Regions from separate parts of the Mus musculus genome. Here all the other regions are linked to region 4. Evidence: chromatin contacts called from public promoter capture Hi-C and targeted proximity ligation data. All regions are on one chromosome and are shown on one strand. The core of a region is the stretch at or near the end of the contact, and the rest is flanking DNA. Distances in the headings are between cores, read along the strand shown.

Evidence for each region. Promoter capture Hi-C pulls out the DNA fragments that hold promoters and counts their contacts.
Region 1: a promoter capture Hi-C map of the C10 cell line shows a contact between it and region 4. A contact is called at or near these places in 16 of 39 promoter capture datasets (the 3T3-L1 cell line, 3T3-L1-derived adipocytes, the C10 cell line and 10 more), 11 of 484 Hi-C or Micro-C datasets (the AML12 cell line, DN3 thymocytes, cerebral cortex and 7 more), 15 of 130 datasets of targeted methods (the SCID.adh cell line, astrocytes, bone marrow-derived macrophages and 11 more) and 3 of 9 other capture datasets (adipose tissue, liver and pancreatic islet).
Region 2: a targeted proximity ligation map of the NIH/3T3 cell line shows a contact between it and region 4, with 13 read pairs. A contact is called at or near these places in 16 of 39 promoter capture datasets (the 3T3-L1 cell line, 3T3-L1-derived adipocytes, the C10 cell line and 10 more), 12 of 484 Hi-C or Micro-C datasets (the N1E-115 cell line, Th1 cells, adipose-derived mesenchymal stem cells and 8 more), 28 of 130 datasets of targeted methods (the 230-238 cell line, CD8 T cells, the NIH/3T3 cell line and 18 more) and 4 of 9 other capture datasets (adipose tissue, embryonic stem cells, liver and 1 more).
Region 3: a contact with region 4 is called in a targeted proximity ligation map of intestinal villus epithelium, with 15 read pairs. A contact is called at or near these places in 5 of 39 promoter capture datasets (the C10 cell line, cranial neural crest, frontonasal cranial neural crest and 2 more), 13 of 484 Hi-C or Micro-C datasets (CD4 T cells, CD8 T cells, the MNK3 cell line and 8 more), 12 of 130 datasets of targeted methods (the SCID.adh cell line, embryonic forebrain, embryonic stem cells and 8 more) and 4 of 9 other capture datasets (adipose tissue, embryonic tail, liver and 1 more).

Annotation. Positions count from the first base shown.
Region 1 is chr15:73,537,812-73,542,804 of GRCm38.p6, reverse strand. Dennd3 (DENN/MADD domain containing 3) reads right to left here. Exons shown (of 23, transcript NM_001081066.1): 9 at 1,957-2,112; 10 at 1-85. Among named protein-coding and RNA genes, the nearest start is that of Dennd3, 28 kb to the right of the region's middle.
Region 2 is chr15:73,316,914-73,322,477 of GRCm38.p6, reverse strand. Ptk2 (PTK2 protein tyrosine kinase 2) reads left to right here. Exons shown (of 35, transcript NM_001358046.1): 6 at 1,358-1,437; 7 at 1,641-1,703. Gm41344 (a long non-coding RNA gene) reads right to left here. Exons shown (of 2, transcript XR_875404.2): 1 at 3,636-5,564; 2 at 1-76. Among named protein-coding and RNA genes, the nearest start is that of Gm41344, 8.6 kb to the right of the region's middle.
Region 3 is chr15:73,508,858-73,513,835 of GRCm38.p6, reverse strand. It overlaps Dennd3 (DENN/MADD domain containing 3), which reads right to left and starts at 1,276. Exons shown (of 23, transcript NM_001081066.1): 1 at 989-1,276. The coding sequence starts at 1,090.
Region 4 is chr15:73,420,212-73,425,280 of GRCm38.p6, reverse strand. Ptk2 (PTK2 protein tyrosine kinase 2) reads left to right here and starts at 2,090. Exons shown (of 35, transcript NM_001358046.1): 1 at 2,090-2,272.

The DNA of each region.
Region 1 (4,993 bases), core at 1,710-4,209, 120 kb before region 4:
CTGCTGGTCCCCTGCCGCTCTTGTCTTGAGAAACTCCTCGCTGTTGAAGACGCGGTGTTCATAATTCAAGTGATTCTTCACTTCCCTAGCAAAGAGAAGGTGGGCCACGCACTCAACCACCACAATGCCCAAAGTCATGCTGTCCAGCAGGAGAATGGTGCTGAGAAACACACTCTTCGGAGCTCACTGCATCCCAGGATGACAGCATCAGGATGGACTGTGTGGTCCTCATCACTTCTCTAACCAGGAAGAAGCTGGGAGACAGGGCCACTGCCTCCTTGGACCTCAGCTCTTTATGCCAATTAAGGCTCAACAATCAGCTATCATGCTACAAAAACCACTGAGTTCAGAGGTCAATTTGGAGTTAGAGGGCATGGAAATGCTGCCCACAATGCAGCCACAGCCACAAGTCTATTTAGCCAAGCTTCTCCACTCCATAACCTGTCCCACAAGCCCATGGGACCTCAGTTTACAATCTCCCCAAGCTACAGAGGCATGCTATAAATACTCGACAGCCTGCAGGGTATGGCCAGGTGGATGTGCCTGGTGTCTTCCTTCCATTGTGAGAGAAGACACACTCATCTAGAGTCTTACAGCCTGGAATCTTCTTTTCTTCCTGCTGTTTTGTTTTGGGCAGAGTGAACAGTCTTATGTTGCTCATGCTGGCCTCAAACTTGGAGGATAGCCTTGCACTATGGGTCTTCCTACCTCTGCCTCCCTCCTAAAATTCTGGGATCACAGGCTTGCACCAGGATACTTGGTTATAAACTGTTTTGTTCTTGTTTTGCTTAAAAATATATAAAGACACTCAACTGCTTCAGTTATAAAAAAAAATTGGTCTCCCTGGGGCTGGAGAGATGGCTCAGCAGTTAAGAGCATAAGAGACCTTCCAGAGGTCATGAGTTTAATTCCCAGCAACCATATGGTGGCTCAAAACCATCTGTAATTGGATTTGATGTGTTCATTTGGTATGTCTGAAGACAGCAACAGTGTGCTCATACACATTAAATAAATAAATAAATAAATAAATAAATAAATAAATCTTTTTACAAAAAAATGTACCTCCCAAGAATAAAAAAGAAACATATCCAGGACCACACTTTTAGCAAAAAAACAAAACAAAACAAAACAAAAACAAAACACCCAAAAACAAACAAACAAAAAAACAATACAATCTGTCTCTGACACACCACTTCATTTTCTTACTAATCAATTTGCTTTCTGTAAGTGAAGACATCAAAAAAACAAAGCTGTTTAAGTTTCAGTTTGGAAATAATCAGAGTACTACTGGGAGGGCCATGGCTCTCTGCCAACCCCCTCCCCTGAGTGGACAACCCTTCAGAAGAGACCAGAACCTGCATCAAAGCCTCCTTCTCTGTGGATGCACGGAGCAAGCAGCAAGAGAGGAGCAGGATGCTACAGAAGTAAGAGTTGGAAGGAAGAAAAGGCCCCAAGCCGTGATACAACTCCTTAATCGATGCGTGTTGAGTTGTTGGAAGTAACAACTCAGCTCCTATACAGTGTCACATTCAACACACAAACTGTACTTGACTACTTAGCTGACGCCCCGGGGCTCAGGCAGCACAGGCACACACCATGAAGTGGGCAATGTCAAAGAGCTTCCCGGCAGCAAAGCACACACTCATCTGTCCTGAGCCCCTTGGATGGCGCACTGGCTGGTTTCTGAGTCCTGTGGCTATGGCCCCCACCCTCCCAGGTATCTCTTCACTTCTGGGACACACCATCCCTGGACTGACCCTGAGCCTTCAGCCAGAGCACATGGGCACCATCTCCCAGGAAGCCACCTTGGAAATAGCCATTTAAGTGTCCAGTGATAGGAGAGAGAGATATTGAAGACTGGGAGGGTGTTGGGCAGGGTCAGAGCAGACCCTGCTGCACTTGTCATGAGGAAAGGCTGGGAAATGAACTCAGTAGCCACTCCCAGATCTGTGATACCTGAAGATGCCAACGAGCAGCTGTAGAGTGATGTGCTGAATCTTGCAGTTGAGAGTCTGCTGCCAGGCTCGGCGGCGGGCTCGGCCCTCGTTCAAGTCTGTGCTGGCACTCAGGTGGGCAAGGTGCAAATCCGGGTGCAGCTGGAGACTCTGGACTCTGAGGAAAAGCAGGCTAAGCTGAGTACCTGGTGTGACGTGGGCAGAGACCAGGTAGACAGTTCAAGATGCTCTGATGCCCGTCATCAGTGAGGGAGGGCATTAAGGGCCCAGGGCTACAAAAGTTAATTCCCAATTCCAAATGTTACCACATGAAGGCCTCGCTTCAGACCCAATCAGGCCTCCTTCCAGGACACAAGACATTTCTGTGTCAGGGCTGCCAGGAGTTCCCATGGTTCCCGTGGTTCCCAACAGTGACCCATCAGCGACCCAGCAACATCCTTTGCCCAGGCAGGACCAGAAGCTACTCTGATCCTGAGTGCCACCATTCAGTGGTCTGGCATAGAGCGGCCATTGGCTCATCTGCAGGTCCTCAGGCACAGAGGAACTTACCCAAAGCCAAAGCCACCACACAGGCCTAGGCCCTGGCCTTCCTATCAGCATTCAAGCCCATGTTTTGAGAAAAGCTTGGTGATATAGGCTCAGTCCTCAGCATTTCAAGGACATGAAATCTGCCCAAGGGAGGCCCTGGGCATTAGCAAACAAGCCTGTCATTTAAAACAGGCGGGAGCAACACAAGTCTGGTCCACAAATGTTCTTTGTGCACCCACTGTGGGTCAGGCACAGACTGTGAGTATGGACCAGGCAGAGGCCCTACTGCATGGATCTTACGCCAGAATAGGGGGAAACAGAAAACAGAGAAGCCAGCCACAGAGCAGAACACGATCAAGGCCAGTGGAGACTCCCTATGGTGAGGCTATGATGGTGAAAAGGCAGACTATGGGAGGAGGGTGCTCCTGTGAGAGAGTCTGACCCTGCTCTGTAAGAGGCAAGGTACATGGCCCCTAGGGGTAAGGCAGAGGAGATGCTCTTGGGTGCCCACGGTGAGCTTGTAGGGCCTGGCATGATTCAAAACCACATGAACCATAAAGGAGCAGGTGCGGGTTGGTGTGGCTGCCCTGGGTAGGTGTCCCAGCCCTGCTGACCTGACCAGTGAGGCCTCACAGCTCCTTCCCCGTGTGACAGGGTTACGGCAACTGCACATAGCACCAAACTGACATTCGCCAGGCAGAGCACAGAGCAGGGGACAGGAGGGACAGAACACCAGGGACTCCCCTACATGAAACACAGCGGTGCTGCCTGCAGTGTGGTGGTCTTCTGTTTGGGCACAGTTTGGAGTAAGAAGCTGTTCCCTGTAGAACCTTGTCCTCCACACACACACAACACACACACACACACACACACACACACACACACACACACAGAGCCGGCACTACCAAAAAAGGGGCCCTTATTCCTGACCTACAGTGAAGAAAGCTTCTTATCAGAAGAAAAGGAAGAGCATTGTGGCCCAGGACCTCTAGGGGAATCTGGGAGAAAAAAACCCTACTGCCCTGTGTTCCTCCAGCCAAACATGTGTGTATATAGGTGTTGCTCTGTCTTCTAGGACAGTTAAGGAGCCCCCACAATGGCCTGGATCGGGCTTAGAAGTATATGGATCTGTCAGGTTTATAAAACAGTGTTCCTGGACTGAACCTCTGTGAGATGCTTCACCCACAGGCACATTGGGGGGGCGGGTGCTGCCAGCCACAGCAGGGACCCAACCCCACACCCCTGTACTTGGGTTCTGAAAAGCAAGCATGCCAACCATGCTAGGTTCTTCTGCCAAAGCAAACAGCACAGCCAGGTCAGCGTGGAATGACTCTGCCATGCTTATCAAGAGGAATATGTAAGAATCCACTCAGGAGCCTGACCCAACCCCCCAGGCCGCTGCAGGAAGATGGCTATAGCTGTAGCTCCCGCAGCCGTGAACTCCCCATGTTTTCCCTACCATCTCTTTGGTGTTTTGCCTGCATGCATGCCCGTGTGAGGGAGTCAGATCCCCTGACACAGTTACAGACAGCTGTGAGCTGCCATGTGGATGCTGGGGACTGGCCCTGAGTCCTCTGGAAGAGGAGAGAGCCAGTGCTCTTAACTGCTGGCCCATCTCTCCAGCCTGACTGCGGAGTCTTTCATGGGGCTTAGCATGTGCTGAGGCCCTGGGTTCTAACCCCACCACAGATCAAAGAACCCAGCTTTGAGAGCAGAGGTGTTTCAGGTGTGAAAGTCTGAATACCTGCATGTACCTAAACATATATGCATATAGTATATACACCTATGAATATGTATACACTCGTCATATACTATACATCTCAGTGCTGGACCCGAGCCTAAACACCGAGGTCATTTATATGAAGACATAGATGAAGGCACTTTACCACGGTTTTGGTTTTGGTTTGGTTTGGTTTTTTATTTTTCTAGGCAAAGAGTTTCTCTGTGTAGCCCTAGCTGTCCTAGAAATCACTCTGTAGACCAGGCTGGCCTTGAACTCAGAGATCCACTAACCTCTGCCTCCTGAGTGCTGGGGTTAAAGGTGTGTGCCCCCACCGCCTGGCTCATAAACCTGTGTTTTGAATGTGACCTGTCACATGAGATTGGATGAAACATTTTTTTCCTGGCCCAGAGTCAGCATTCAGAATGATACAGATGTTGAAGTATTTTAAAGCTTGGATTTTCAGACTAGAGATACTTTACCAACAATTAGCAGGCACCATCCAGGAAAGGGAATATCCACAGGGCCAGCATGAGAGCTTAGGAAAGCCCAGCACACATGCTCAAACACAATGCCCTGGCTTCCCAGCCCAGTGTTCCAGGACCCCCAACAGGAGGACCAAAGGGGACCAGAGAGCATATCTATACCTTAGCACTCAGAGGCAGAGATAGCAAGATTGGGAGTTTGAGGCCAGCCTTGACTACATAGTGAGACCCTGCCTAAAAAACATATAAGGGCTGGGCTGTAGCTCAGCAGGTGAGCATTTAAAATACACACACACACACACACA
Region 2 (5,564 bases), core at 2,423-4,922, 100 kb after region 4:
ACTAGAAGCAGGTAGCCTAGGAGATAATAGTTGAAAATTTGGAAGTTTTTCTTGAGCAGTAGTCAACATACTTCTCCTGCAAAGAGCCAGAAAGTGAATATTTTAGACTTTGAAGACCAAGAAACAAAATTGAAGACAATAAGAAGGTAGGTGTACAGCAAGACAAGAAACCAATTTTGGCAAGCATTTGTGTTGATGTTGCTCATACTGTAACTGCATGTAAATTTTGGTAATAGAGGTGTGTTGCAAGGGAAGGCAGACATTGTTCCACTCTGGGTTCAGAGTACATGCCCTTGTTTTCAATATCAACTGCAGATTTTTGTCTTTTAATTCAATTCTGTGAGGAAATTGTGAATGTTTCAGCTTTGCAGATGTATTCATACTGACAGGTATTCACACAAACTGGTGTCATTCATTAATGTGTGTGTGTGTGTAAATTTATTATTATTTGCATGTATGTGGTATATATATGAATGACTGTGGGCATCATGTGCCACAGTGTGCATCTGGACGTCAGAGTATAACTTTCAGGATCCCTTTTTCCTCTCCATTCTGGGTTCCTGGGATCAAACTCAAGTAATCAGCTCTGTGCAGCCAGCCCTTTTATTTGCTCAGCCATCTTACTGGCCTGCTTTTTGTGTGTTTGAAACAAAGACTCACTGTGGAATGGCAGGATTGTACCACTAAATCTGGCCCCATCTGTTTTTAATTGAACATGTTTATTGCCAGAGGTATCACCACTGTTGCTTTATGTTGGACTTCAGGTGTGTTCCTTCACAGATTTATAACAGAGTGAACAGTTAGGTGGGGACTGTGAGGTTGTACATTGAATTTTGAAGAACATGAATTTTTTGTGGCTTTTGCTCTGAGGCCCCCAAATGCTTTGGGAACTGGATTTATTACTCAGAGAAAAATTGTTCTGCAGTTTAGTAGAAATGCTGCTCATTTCTGCTTTGGGCTGAGTGGGGAGACCATGAAGCAGCAGAGCATTGTTGTGGCTTCAAAGCCACACACAAGTTGATCAGTCTTAGATTGTACAAGCCCACGTTGGTAAAAGGTGCAGTAATGATGCTTGCTACCGAAGCCTGGCAACCTGAATTTCATTGCTGGATCCCAGGTAACGTGGAAGGAGAGAACCAGCGCCACAAAACGTTTCTCTGACCCGCACACTTCTGTGGAGAACATGCATGTGTACAAAAGACTTATATTTTACGTTGTTTTCTGGTGTTACTTATTTTGTATCCAAATTTCAGTATAATTATTGATAAAATGTGAACAAATATGTAAAAAGCATTCAGCAAATATTTAGGGATTGATCATATTACAAACATTCCTGTCTTCTATTCCTTTATTTCAGGTGAAGAGTGACTACATGCAAGAAATAGCTGATCAAGTAGACCAAGAAATAGCTTTGAAGTTGGGTTGTTTGGAAATTAGGTAGGTAGTAATGCTACATAGTTTTTGTGTCTGTTTAATTTTTATGTATTGTCTTCCTTATGAAATTATCAGTAAAATCATGATTAAACTGTGAGATATTCCACATTATTTACTATTAGATCTGCCTTTCCTAGTTGTCTCTCCTGTAACAGCCTAAAGATTACTTTTATACACACGTCAGTGTATGTGTTTCCTGTTTTTAGGCGATCCTATTGGGAGATGAGGGGTAATGCCCTAGAGAAGAAGTCCAACTATGAAGTATTAGAGTAAGTACTGCACGTGCGAGCTGCCCATGCAGACTCTTGAGTTAACTTCCTCCTAGCTCATCTCTACTTAGAGGTTGCCTGACGTAATGGTCTTCTCAGTTTTTATTTGGAGGAGAAAAAGCTTCTAAAAAAAAAGTGCTGATGGCCTTAATCTTATTCACAAACATTTAAATGTAATGTTAAATGTCTTACAGTTAATTATGTGTATGATCTAACAACATAAATACATTTATACTAGACAAATGGGTTTGGTTTTTAAAAAGTATACGTTAAATTTCACTGACATGATACTTTGCTTCTGTTTTACATTGAAATTCCGAGTTGCCCATATATTGGTTAATTATTCATTTTCTCTGCAGATAAATGAAGGATTCTTTTAACAAATGGAGAAATGAGAGTTATTTGCTACTCATGTATTAGAGAATGTAGAACAGGAGACAATTTCTAGTAATGATACTAGTTTGCATATTTATCTGTTGTGTTTCATTGTTTTAAATGTGTGTAAGGGAAATTGGACCTCAATAAAAGTATCTTGATAAACGTTCTGTGTTTCATCTTGTTGATAATTAATTGAGCCAGATAGTTAATATTTATCATATCTGAGCGAAGCTCCATTTTACTGTTATTTACCACTATAGTTTCCATCTGTATTGTTATTGAAGTTTTTGTAGTATTTTGAGAGATGTGCTAACATAACATCAAAGTTTGCTCAGAGCTCATCTGTTGTAATGAAGACTATAAATGGCTTTAGATTTTATTTAGACTTTCTAGGCCAGTACAAATACTTTTATAGTATGATAGTATCACATTCCCCCATGCTGAAAATAGGAGCTTGTACAGCAGATATGGTCATAGAAAAAGAAAAGTAAAAGTATTTTGGAAAACAGTTACTGTTAGTAATAGGTACTTTAGATTCATCTTGGCTGTTTGTAAGCCTTTGCTGGTCCAGTCTGTCCGTCATGTTTAACAGTGCCCAAAGCGAATGCAGCTTCTACTCTCTGAGTTTAAGACGACAGTGTATGCCTAGCAGATAATAAATATGTCTATGAAAATATGTCACATGCATTGTATCCACTGATCGATGAGACGGGTACAAAAGAAGTAATTTTCAGTAGAATTTTTACTGTCCTTCCTTAGTTTCGGTTTAGCAGTTGCTGTTTGTTTTTGTTGTTGTTTGTCTTGTTTTTAATTTAAAATAGATATATTCTTCAGCCTTAGAAACTCCTTATTACTTAAAATTCAGATTGCTAGAACCTGAGAAATTATTAAAGGTTTTTTCGTCTTTTGTTTGTTTTTGGTGGTGGTTGTATGAGACAGGTTTTCATTTAGCCTGCTGGCTTTGAACATTAGCTCCTATTGCCTTCAGTCCCAGTACTGGGATTGCAGGCATTCATCTAGATGAAGTATTTGGAGAAAGTTTTAGGTTCCAGTTCCTAAGTTAGAAACGAGGCAAGTTTTGCAGTACTGTTGATGTAAAGCTGGTTTCTAGAAATTACAAAAATCAGGCAGCAGAGAACAAATTAGCAGAAGAGAAAGGATTGGGGTCTTACCCAGCACCTTTAAAATTCATGTGTGGGTTCTTTTTTGTGAAAAATCAGAAAAATGGACTGTGAGATTCCTTTACAAAGGTCAGAGCTGTGGTTTTTACTACTGGACAAGAGAGGAAGAGTCAGAGCATACATGTGAATCAGATCCTGCTTAGGAGACATGGCTGAGCCCCTGAGTGATACAGTCTGTAGTGCTCAGTTTGTATATGCATATATATGTAGTGATCGCACAGGTAAACATGGTGGCTACTGCAAGAAACGATCTTATATTCTGTGACTATAACTTTGCTTGGCTCTTTTGTATGTGCTTCACTTAAAATACCCAAGTTTTTGCACTTTTGCCACAGTGACTCTGCAGTTGTGTCATTTGTATGATGTCACTTACCACTTCAAAGGATTGGTGATAGCTGAGTGGTTGCATGTGCAGAGCCCCTGGCTCCAGGCCTAGCTTTTCTCTTGCTACTTGATGAGAAGCCTTTTGTGGTATACAGAAGTGGTCATGCTGGTAGCTGCCTGTTGGTATTACCAGAGGATTGAGTTTCATGATCCCAGAACTGTGAATTGACTGTAATCAATACTGTGAAGAGGAGAGATGATCAGTCAGCATGAAACCAAACTGTAGAGCTCTTCCAAAGAACATTGGCCAAAATGACTAACAGAGTATAGGCGTTACCAGTTGGGTTAATTTGGAGTGCTTTTGAATGGGTTTTAGGTTGTTTTCAAAGGTAATAAAATGTTCTCTAGTTAGAGAAAATTTTAGTTACATTGTTAAGTGGGGCAGGATTCATATCCCATATTTTTTCAGTCTTTTTTTTTTAAAAATATTTATTTATTTATTTTATGTATACGGGTACACTGTAGCTGAACAGATGGTTGTGAGCCTTCATGAGGTAGTTGGGAATTAAATTTTTAGGACCTCTGCTCGCTCCTGTCAACCCCCCTCACTCAGTCCCTGCTTGCTCCAGTCCAAAGATTTATTTATTATTATACATAAGTACACCGTAGCTGTCTTCAGACACACCAGAAGAGGGCGTCAGATCTCATTACGGGTGGTTGTGAGCCACCATGTGGTTGCTGGGATTTGAGCTCAGACCCTTTTTGAAGAGCAGTCAGTGCTCTTACCTGCTGAGCCATCTCGCCAGCCCATATTTTCTTAGTCTTAATACAGAACTTAATCCTTTGGAGGAACTAGTGGGTTCAAGGACACCACAGAAAATGCCCCACAGAATCAACTAGCCAGGTCTCATAGGAGCTTAACAGACTGAACCAACAACCAGGGAGCCTGTTTTAGGTCTGAGCTAGGTCCTTTGCATACATGTTATGGTTGTTTAGTTTAGTTTTGTGTTCTTGTGGGATACCTAATAGTGGGAGCAGGGGTTGTCTCTGACTCTTTTGCCTGCTTTTTGGGACCCTTTCCCTCCTACTTGGTTGCCTTGTCCAGCCTTAATATGATTACAAGATGCTCCATGTTAGTTTAATATCCCTGGGAGGCCTGTTATTTTCTGAAGGGAAATGGAGGAATAGATCTAGGGGAGAAGGGAGATGGCAGGGAGAGACTAGGAGAAAGGAAAGAGGGGAGACTGCAGTCAGGATTTAATATGGGTGCAGCATGCATCCATTGTAAATGAGATAAGGTTAGGTGTAGATTCTACCATTTTATCCAGCCTTATCATCCTCTCTGAAGACGTCTACATCCACCCTGAGTGTATATACCTGTTCTTCTTCTATAGCCTGTTCTTCTCTTCTTCCTTCCCCCAACCCCTTCCTAAATGACCACTTCCTTAACTTAAATGTTAAATGTGTATAAAAATTAAAACCAAGTGGTGGAGGGCCCCACAATCACTTATAACTCCAGTGTACCTTGCACCTCTAATGGTTTCCATGAGCACCCACATGTAGCATAACACTCAGGCAGACACCTACACAGATACATACATAAATAAAAAAATAAATCTTTAAAGAAAAAAAATATATTTGAGACAAGATTTCTCTGTGTAACCCTCCCTGTTTGTCCTGGGAACTTACCCTGTAGCCCAGGCTAGCTTTGAATTCAAAGAGATCCTCCTGCCTCTGTCTCCCAAGTGCTGGTATTAAAGGCTTACTACCATTGCCCAGCAAGTGTTTGTTTTAAAACCTTTGAAATTGGACCTGGAGAAATGGCTTGGTGGTTAAGAGTACTTGCTGCCCTTCTAAGGACCTGAGGTCAATTCCCAGTACCCACATAGTAGTTCACTATCGCCTGTTACTCTAGTACCAAGTGATCTGACACTTACTGTCTTCTGAGGATACCAGACACATATATGATGCATAGAAA
Region 3 (4,978 bases), core at 27-2,526, 89 kb before region 4:
CTGTAGCTGTCTTTAGACACACGGAAGAGAGCAACATATCTCATTATGGATGATTGTTAGCCACCATGTGGTTGCTGGGATTTGAACTCAGGACCTTAGAAAGAGCAGTCAGTGCTCTTACCCGGGGAGCCACCTCACCAGCCCAAACTATCTAGGCTTTAACACTCATTCGGCTACTTTTACTGACGGTTAACTTTTCTTGTTTTGTCTCCACTACTCATCACATCGATATGCAACACTCAGATGATCTCTCCAGACACTTAACGGGATACTAGGGAAATCGCTGAGAAAATGGCAGTTCCCAATTATGCCGGGTTCAAAAGAAAAATTGAAGCACCAATGGATTGGGAGAAAACAACCTGGGTTCCAGAATAAAAAAACGAAAGAAAACACAGCGCAGAAATCAGGAGTATGAGATGTTCAGACGCCGCTGCTGTCTTTCCAGAGACAGGGAGCTGAATCTATCTTTGGTTCCTAGGCACAGACGGAGAGAAGGGAGGGACTGCACAGCAAGTGAAGAAAATGGCTATGCAGCAAGCTCGACTAAAAGTGGAATATTCAAAGCTGGTGGTTGACTCTAACACCTGAAACCTCACTATTCGGCACGGAGTACAGAACCCATCACTTAGGCAGTGAAGGGAACCATTTAGTCGCTACTGGGAGAGGATCTTGTCTAGTTGCCCGTGAACTCAGCAGATCCCCGCTGGGCCAGCACCTCGCCCCACATCCTGAGTGTGGAGGAACGCTTCAGTGCACAGAAGCCGGTCTGTACCACCACAAGCACCAAGTCCAAGCCGGCCGGTCCCGGAGGGAGGAAAGGCCAGCCGCCAGTTGCCCTATGAGCTGTGCTCATCCCTCACAGCTGGGACCTGACCCTGAGGCTTTGGCGCCGCAGCGGTGCGTAGCCTCTGAAGCCAGCCACACTCAAACCTGGCTGGCACCTCTCTGTCTCCCCCACCCCAACTCAGTTTCCCCTCTAACCCCTTACCTGCTCCAGGCCGCGGAGGCTGTCTTGAGAGGCGCCCAGCAGCGCGCACAACTCCAGCAGCCCCGAGGGCAGCGACAGGTGTCGCGCCGCGGGCTCCGCCATGACCTTCCCGCCACCCGCCTAGCACACTGCGCTCCGAGCCCTCGATTGTCGGGCCGGGGTGACGCGACTCAGAGGGCGCCGGCGCCCACAACCCAGACCCCAGCGGAGCACCCCTGCCCAAGCCTCCCCGCCTCTCTTGGGCTGGTTGCCAGCCAGCCGCGTCCGCGGAATGGGCGGGGCCTACGAGCAAATAGGAGGGGCGTGGCCTGTGTGTGTGTGTGGGGGGGGGGGGGGTCCGGTGTGGACGGGACCTAGGAGGCGGGGCCTGGATAGCGTGAACGAGCCTGGTCTGTGATTTGGCAGGGGCAGGACTTCTATGGAGGCGTGTCTGGCCGGACCTGCGTGGGTGTGGCCTCTTCGGGGTGGGAAGAAGGGGGTGCGGGCGGACTCTGCCGCCACACAAGCTCAGTCATTTCCTAAGCCCCTCTGCGGGTTTGGCCCCTCCTCCTGTCCCCCGGAATACGGAAGGAATGGGCGGCATCCCCAGGTGACCAGCCACGTCATCCAGCCCCGGAGGCTCTTCTCCAGAGGTCCACGCCCGCCCTCCCCCCCCCCCCAACAAGTAAGGGACAAAGGCCTGGTCTCCTGCCACCTCCAGGAAGCTCTCTTGTGCCAGGACGGGAAGTAGACCCTGTGGGTACCTGGAAGAACCGTCGGGAAGGGAGTGTGAAGATCCACTCCTGATGAGTAGCTTCACGGTTGACTGCAGGCCTCTGCAAGAACCTCGGTTAAATTTAGCATGAAATGGGCAAGGTGGAAGACCAATGAACTTTTCCAGGAATTATATATTATATATTAAAAAACAAAAACACTGAAGGAATGATCACTAGTAGCGTCAAATATTTGTCAAAACATCAGCCTAGAGTGACTAAACAAGTCTTGGGAGCAAAACCTGGGTAGGCTGGCTGGGGTAGGGGTGGGGAGCAGGACTCAGAAGCAGCCTAGCCAGCCTGTAGGCTGCCTGACCTCTGCAGCCCTCATCCCTTGTCCAGGAACCCAAAGGACGTGTTAATGTCACTGATATTAAAGTTTTATACCTGCTTATCTGACTCTTGCATTAGCTCATCTGAGATGGCCTCAGCTAGGCACAGACCTGAGCGGAGCAAGCCTCATAGGGATCCATCACAGACCGTGGGCCACTCTGTAAGCAATCAGAATCTTAATCAAAATCTACTGTGTCAACTATGTGTGTATATGGGCAGACCTAGCATCTATTGGCCTCTACTTCCTGTTTGTGGAATGTCCTGTGGAATGGAGGCCAGGACATTCAGTTGGCAGGGACCCTGTAAGGCTCAGGGTAGAGCAGATCTTATATCTGCTCTGTTCCTGACTGAGGTGGAAAGTCCACAGCCAGGCTCCAGAGTTCATCTTCTGTAAGCCTCCCTGTGCCAGAAAGTCCAGCCACATAATCTCCCAGGCTTCCTGGTTCTGTGCTTTTTAAATTAAATCCCCATAGGACTAGTGGTTTGCTTCTGTAATTGTAACAATTTGAAAGTGGGCAGAGGATCATAAAGGAATTTCAGGCCAGTACAGGCTACACAGCAGAAATAGATAAATAAAAGTCCCCATGACCCATGCTGCAGGTACTTTCCAAGTAAGTACCCACAAGAAACCTACCATGGGCCTAGGGTTTGTGGTCAAGCATGTACTTGCTTAGCATGTACCAGAGCCACAAGAGTCCTCTTCTGTTCCCAGGTACCTCAGAACATGCAGATTATGGAACTATACTGTGCACAAACAGATCTGGAAATGGCCTAGAAGTGGCATTAAGAAACTCCAATCACAGCTAGGTGGCAACGGTGCACACACCCTGTACTGGCTGGTTTTGTGTCAACTTGACACAGGCTGGAGTTATCACAGAGAAAGGAGCTTCAGTTGAGGAAATGCCTCCATGAGATCCAGCTGTAAGGCGTTTTCTCAATTAGTGATCAAGGGGGAAAGGCCCCTTGTGGGTGGGACCATCTCTGGGCTGGTAGTGTTGGGTTCTATAAGAAAGCAGGCTGAGCAAGCCAGGGGAAGCAAGCCAGTAAAGAACATCCCTCCATGGCTTCTGCATCAGCTCCTGCTTCCTGACCTGCTTGAGTTCCAGTCCTGACTTCCTTGGTGATAAGCAGCAGTATGGAAGTGTAAGCCGAATAAACCCTTTCCTCCCCAACTTGCTTCTTGGTCATGATGTTTGTGCAGGAATAGAAACTCTGACTAAGACACACCCTTAATCCAGCATTTGGGAGGCAGAGGCAGAGGCAGGTGAATCTCTGACTTTGAGGCCAGCCTGGTTCACAGATCAAGTTCCAGAATACTCAAAGCTACACAGAGAAACCCTGTCTCAGAAACAAAACAAAACAACAACCCTCCAATCACAACCAGACATGATAGCACACACTTTAACCCAGTATTTGGGAGGCAAAGGCAGGCAGATCTTTGAGTTTGAGGTCATTTTGGTCTAAATACTGAGTTCCAGGCTAGCCAATGCTGCCTAGTAAGAGCTTACCTCAAAAAAGAGAAAGAAGTTAGCCAATTATTCAAACAAAAACTTATGTGTCAAAAGATACTAGCAAGAGAGTACAAAAGACACTCAGACTGAGAGAAACACTGTAGTCTTTCTGAAGCAGCACAGGGTAGCTGTTGACCTAAGAGCCCTGCAGCCCAGGCCAGCAGAAAAGCCGGAATCCCAGCACAATTACCTGCTTAAAACCTCTCTCCTTTCCCAGCTGCAAACCTGAAACTTTCTAAGAATCTCACCAGAAACTGAGTTGACAGGAATGGAGTCCCACCGAGTGGCCGTGCAACCCTTGGTGGTCTTTGTCAGACTGTGATTCCACCTAACCCATGCACTGAGCCATCACATTACATTACTCATTGGAGGGAAGAGGAGGGGGGAAGGGGGCTCTTAGCTTTTGACGTGTAACTTGAGAGCCACCAAAATGGTCTCTATAACAAACACTAAGAGAAACTATGACTCTCTTGAGCCTGGATCTACACTAGGTATGTCTTGCTTTTCCATCTTTCTTTGAGGCCACACCCATGATCACAAGTGTGTCTTTTCTTCCTGAGCATCTCTCTCTCTCTCTCTTTTTTTTTTTTCTTTTTTGGTTTTTCGAGACAGGGTTTCTCTGTATAGCCCTGGCTGTCCTGGAACTCACTTTGTAGACCAGGCTGGCCTTGAACTCAGAAGTTCGCCTACCTCTGCCTCCCGAGTGCTGGGAGCACTTTAGGCGTGCACCACCATGCCCGGCAAGCATCTCTCTCTCTCTTTTTTTTATATTTATTTATTTCATGAATATGAGTACACTGTCATTGAGTACACTGTCACTGACTTCAGACACACCAGAAGAGGGCATCAGCTCTCATTACAGATGGCTGTGAGCCACCATGTGGTGGCTGGGATTTGAACTCACGACCTCTGGAAGAGCAGCCAGTGCTCTAAACCACTGAGTCATCTCTCCAGCCCCAGCATCTCTCTCTCTTAACCCTTGTGTTTACACCTGTATTAAAATATCTTGTTTAAGATTTATTCATTTTAGTCAGGAGGTTGTGGCATATACCTTTAATCCCAGCACTCAGAAGATAGAGGCTGTGAGTTCGAAGCCAGCCTGATCTACAGAGTGAGTTCCAGGACAGCCAAGGCTACACAGAGAAACCCTGGTTTGAAAAAAAAAAAAAGTTAACTCATTTTGGAGCCAGGCACGGTGCCACACCTTTAACCCCTGTACTCTGGATGCAGAGAGGCAAATGGATTTCTGTGAGTTCAAAGCCAGCCTGGCCTACCTAGTGAGTTCCAGGGCAGTCAGAACTGCATAGTTAAAAAAAAAAAAAAAAAAAAAAAAAGGAATTTGATTTACTTTGGGATAGTAATTTTAAAAGGATTTACTGGGGGGGGGGGGGCGT
Region 4 (5,069 bases), core at 841-3,340:
GCTTGCTTAGGAGGCCAACTTTCACTCTTTTGTCAGGGTTAAGAAGAAACAGCTTTGGGTATCCTGTGATCAGCACCATGTCACCTATGATGTATCACTGTGATCAAAGCAAAGTATGAGACTTGTGCAGATTCAAGGGGTGAAAACTCAGATTCTGCCTCCTGTTGGGAGGCCTGTCAAAGACTCGGTGACCCTTTTCAGTCCACTGCAGAGTGCTACCTCTCCTCACAAAGCCATTTTTGATGCAAACCCCCTTTTGTGTCACCACTCCAAGCCCCTCCCCCCTATCCTTCTGATACTTTAAATAATAATCTCTCATTTTACACCATGCAAAGCTTCATTCACCCACTCAACAAATATTTACTGTGTGCCAGGGACTGCCTGGGGAACAAAACAAAGTCCCTGTTCTATGAATCTAGAAGTCCAGAGCAGAGACAATCGAGAGACGGACAAGAGCAGTGTTGAACTGTTCTGAACAATAGGTTTGGAGACAACAGGGTAAGCAGGCAAGGAGCCTAGATGGGAGCACACTCAGCAGGGCAATGGGTGGCTCGGGTTTCAAAGTAGTCAGCTGACATTACCGAAGTGACAACTAACATGGGGCCGAAGAAAAAGTGCTAGAGGTGACACAGAGACATAATCCCTTCTAATTTTAAGTGCAGAAAAACACTATAGGTTGGCTATTGTGACATAATCTGTAATCCCAGCACCAGAAGATGGAAGTAGAAAGAGCTGGAGTTCAAGGCTATCCTCAGCTACACAGAAAGTTTTAGTACAGCCTGGGCTACATGAAACTATATCTCAAACAAACAAACAAACAAACAAGAACGAAACAAAATAAAACTAGAGCTAGAGGGATCCCTCAGTGGTTAAGAGCACTTGTCTTTGGAAAGGTCCTAGATTCTATTCCCACACCAACATGGTGGCTGGCTCACGACTATCTCTAATTTCAGAAGAGATCCAATACCCTCTTCTGACCTCCACGTGCACCAGGCATGTGTGTGATACCCATATATACATTCAAGGAAAACACACAAGTACAATAAAATAAATAAATCTGGGAGAGAAAAAAAAACCCCCAAACATAACCACCACTACTAGTTCAAATCCAAGTTTAATACACTTCATTAAAAAAAACAATAAAAAAGAAACACTAAAATATGGCAAAATCTCGACAACTCAAAGCGTTTTATTATACCTGAGTAAATTACAGCTCCCAGGTATGTAGTGGTTGGTGGTTCTGTGTTCACCTTTCACTGCCTGTCCTGCTTGCTCGTTGGCTTGTGGTCGAAGATCAAAATGACACCATTAAAAATGAAAGTTCCCCGCTTCTGGTTTCATTTCCTACCGCAAGGATGCCAGTGATTTTTTTCCTTTTTTTTTTTCAGAGATCACAAATCAGTCACCACTTCCTGCTTAAGACTCTCCGTAGGGTTGCTGCACAAAAACAAACTCAGGGAAACTAGGCACGGCTCGGAAGGACAGGGCCACCTGCTTGATTCAGGCAAAGGTGTCCCCCCAGTCTCACGTTTCGTGGTAAGTTCCGCGCTGGAACTGGCTCTTAAGCCAGCAGCCATCCACAGTGGCTCTCCCGTTCTGGCCCTCCTGTCCACCCAGTGTCCCCGAAAGGCTTCCCCAGTCTTAAGATCTACAGGGGCTGCGGGAAGGGGCTGGAATGTGAGTGGCCCCAGGCACTCCTAAACGATCTTTCGGACCGTCTTCAGAGATCCATTAAAATACTCTCTGTGCCTCAGTTTCCCCATCTACAGAAAGCCCATGAACCTCTATTGAAGCGGTGAAGCCTGGAGAAGATCAGGGCCGGCGTGTGTGCGGCTAAGGATCTCCTGTGACCGTGAGGGACCCAGGCCTAGTCCGCAGACCCTGGGGCGGCCACAGGGGCCACCTCGTCATCCCGGAACAGCGCTATCCGCGGACGACGCCACGCCCGCACAGCTGGGATACACTTTACTAGGAGCCGGGCGCGCCGGACTGCTCTGCGCAGGCGCGGTCCGCACTGCGCAGGCGTAGAGCTCTGCGCTGAGGTGAGGCATTGCGCGCCGCGAGGTGTGGGCGCGCGCTCCCCAGCCACGGCGCACGCGCGGGCCCGCGCCGACTCAGCACGGCCCGAGGGCGCGAGCCCGCCGTCACCGCTACCGCCGCCGGCCGGACCGCCGTGCGCCCGGCGTGCGCGTGGGAGAGAGCACGGCTGCCGGTGCCGGCGCCGCCCCGCTGCCTTCTATCTGCCTCAGCCTCGCGCGCCCAGTGGTGGCCGGTGAGTGCGGGGCTCGGGCCGCGGCCGCGGAGGCGCGGGCTCAGGGCGTTGGGCGGCGCGGGCCGCGGTGCGGGCTTCGGCGGACACGGCCCCCACCGCGCCCCGGCCTCGCTCCTCGTCAGGCCGGGCCCCGAGGGCTGAGGAGGCCGCGGGGCTGGGGCGCGAGAGGCCGCGGGGTCCGGGACGGCGGGGCGGGCGCGGCGGGGACCGGGAGGCCCGAAAGCCGAAAAACAAAAGAGGTGGCAGGCGGAGTGCTGAGCAGCCGCGGGGTGGCCGGCGCGGGGCTTCCAGTGCGACCGCACGAACCCCGGAGTCATTGTGCTGTCCAAGTTCCCTCCGCCCCGACCCAGCCCCGCCACGGCGCGCTGCCTGTCCCCGCCGGTCCTCGCCGGCTGCTTTTGTGGCACCGCTCGGAGGAGCGATCGTGTCTGTGTGCGCACTTGTGTCGTTTAATTGTAAGGTTTATTTTATTTTATTTTAATTTTTTTTTTGCGGAGAAATGCGCCGAGGAGAAAGTTGCTTTTTGAAAGCCATTTCAACAGTGTCTCATTCTTGCATAGTTAGACTGCAGCTGGGTGTTTGGCAGTGGGACCAAGATAATAGCAATACTGTAATGATTATGGGAACTGGTTGAAATAGGTTGGAGCTGAAGGCACTGCAAGAGTTTGCGGGTTCGTTTTAAATCTGACCAGCGCTGGCATTTCTACTTAGAATGGAAGCTTTATCATGGTTGTGGTAATGGGTTATTACTACTTGAAGTGAAATAGCAGCGCCTCACTGTGTGTGTGTGTATTTATAAACTGAGGAATGAAAAGTCTCCTTTCAAAGACAGGTCTCTGAACAGTGACCTGGGACAGAAGTATTGTGAATGCAGACATAAAAAGAGCTAGTTCATCTAACATTAGCATTCTCCGAATTTTTGTGGAGATACACTATAGATAATATTTCCACTCAGTGATACTGTTGAGTTTCGTGTAGTATTTAAACGTGAACTTTTTTTTTTTTTTCCTGGGTATGAAACACCAGGGCTTCCCACGCGGTTCGTGCTGGTCCACAAAGCCACGCCCCCAGTCCTAACAGGAAACTTTAAGGAACGTGGACATGGTTCCCAGTATTATTATGAATTTAGTTTTATATTTGTGGCTGTTGTAAGTGGGCCGATCCCTGGCCTCCTTTTAAGACACTTGAGCTTATTAAAAGGCTACAAGAGTACATTTTCCTGGAAAGGATCTTGTTAGGGACATTGCCATATAAGCTAACTTATACGTGATCTACAGGCAAAGGTGGCTTCTGTTTGGGAGGGACCCACAAGTCACAGCTTTTAGGACTGTGTGGCTCAGGAAGAGATGATGCCTGGACAGGTAAGTCCTTTTGGCTCAAAATCCATAGTGTGGGGCCAGGACAGCTTTGGCAAGCTCCCTAGAGTAGATGGGACCTACTGTGTTTGAGGCTGGCAGCCCACTAAACAAGGAAGTGTTGGGGGTGGAGTTCCAGCAGTAGCTGTGAAGGGTGGGAGGAGGCAGCACGGAGGAAGCGGGGTATGTGAAGTAGTTTGGAACTCTAATCCTGTTGTTGGAAATTACATAATCCCCCAGTCCTCAAAACCCTGTTCTGGAGCTGGTTAGATAACTCTTCTCCATAGGAATTGGGAGATCTAAAAGACATTTGTAGGCTGGGCAGTTAGCTCTTTGTGTGTTACGTGTGAAAGGCTCGGAGTTTGAGCAGTGGCACAGTCCTTCCCTCAGAATATAAAGAGGTGTTAACCCGAGTTGCTTTAAAGATGATTGAGCATGTAGAAGAAAGGATTTTATATTACACTGTATAATGCAATAAAACTAGTTTTGACATCATTGCCCTTTCTTGGGATGTTAATTTGAGTAAGAGAAGTAGGAACTTTGTTCACAGAAATTTTGAGTCGACTCGCCCCTTAGGTCTTAATTTTGAGAAAATAATTAAAAATGAATTACAAAAGATGTGGCTCAACATGTTCATATAGTGTGCAAATCTTTTTAGTTTGCATTAGACATTTTCGGTTTAGATGAATTTTTACCTGGGTCACTTCTTGTTTTAAATTCAGTCACATTAAAAGTTAATTTTTTTTCATTATTTGTGTGTGTGTATGATATGTGTGCAAGTTGGCGTGTACCTCAGTGCAAGTGTGGAGGTCAGAGCAACTTTGTGGAGTTGCTTCTTGCCTTCTACCAGAGGTTGAATTTAAGTTGCTGGGCTTATTACAGCCAAGTGCTATTTCCTGTGGTGCTATCTTACCAGCCTGTAGTTGTCGTCGTCGTCGTCATCATCATCATCATCATCATCATCATCGGATCATCATTGCTGGTGGTAGCAGCAGTGGTGGTGATGATAGTCACTACAATTGGAGAAGCATATAGGGAGTGTGGCTCAGTGGTAGCAAGTGTTCATGAAGCTCTGCGTTTGAGCCCTAGCACTGCAAAGATCAAAATAATCAGACAATTATGGTTTCTGTGGGCTTTGCTTTAAATCTTGGAGTCTACCACTTAGAATACATATTTTTGTTACCATTTCCTCTACTAAGATTCCTAAAATAATCAGCAATAAATTGTTATTGGAATCTTTTTCTGATACTTTTAGAATTACTTAAGTTCAAGAAATTTAAAAGGCTGGCAGTTAATGGCTGTGTTTTTTGTGTGTGTTGGTAGTGATAAATTCCAGGGACCTTAAGAGTACAGCTGTCAGCCTCCTCCCGGTCCCCTGAGACACACTGGTCTCACTAGACTACACTGAGAAGGTGTGTTTGACCACTGTCTCTGAACTGTAT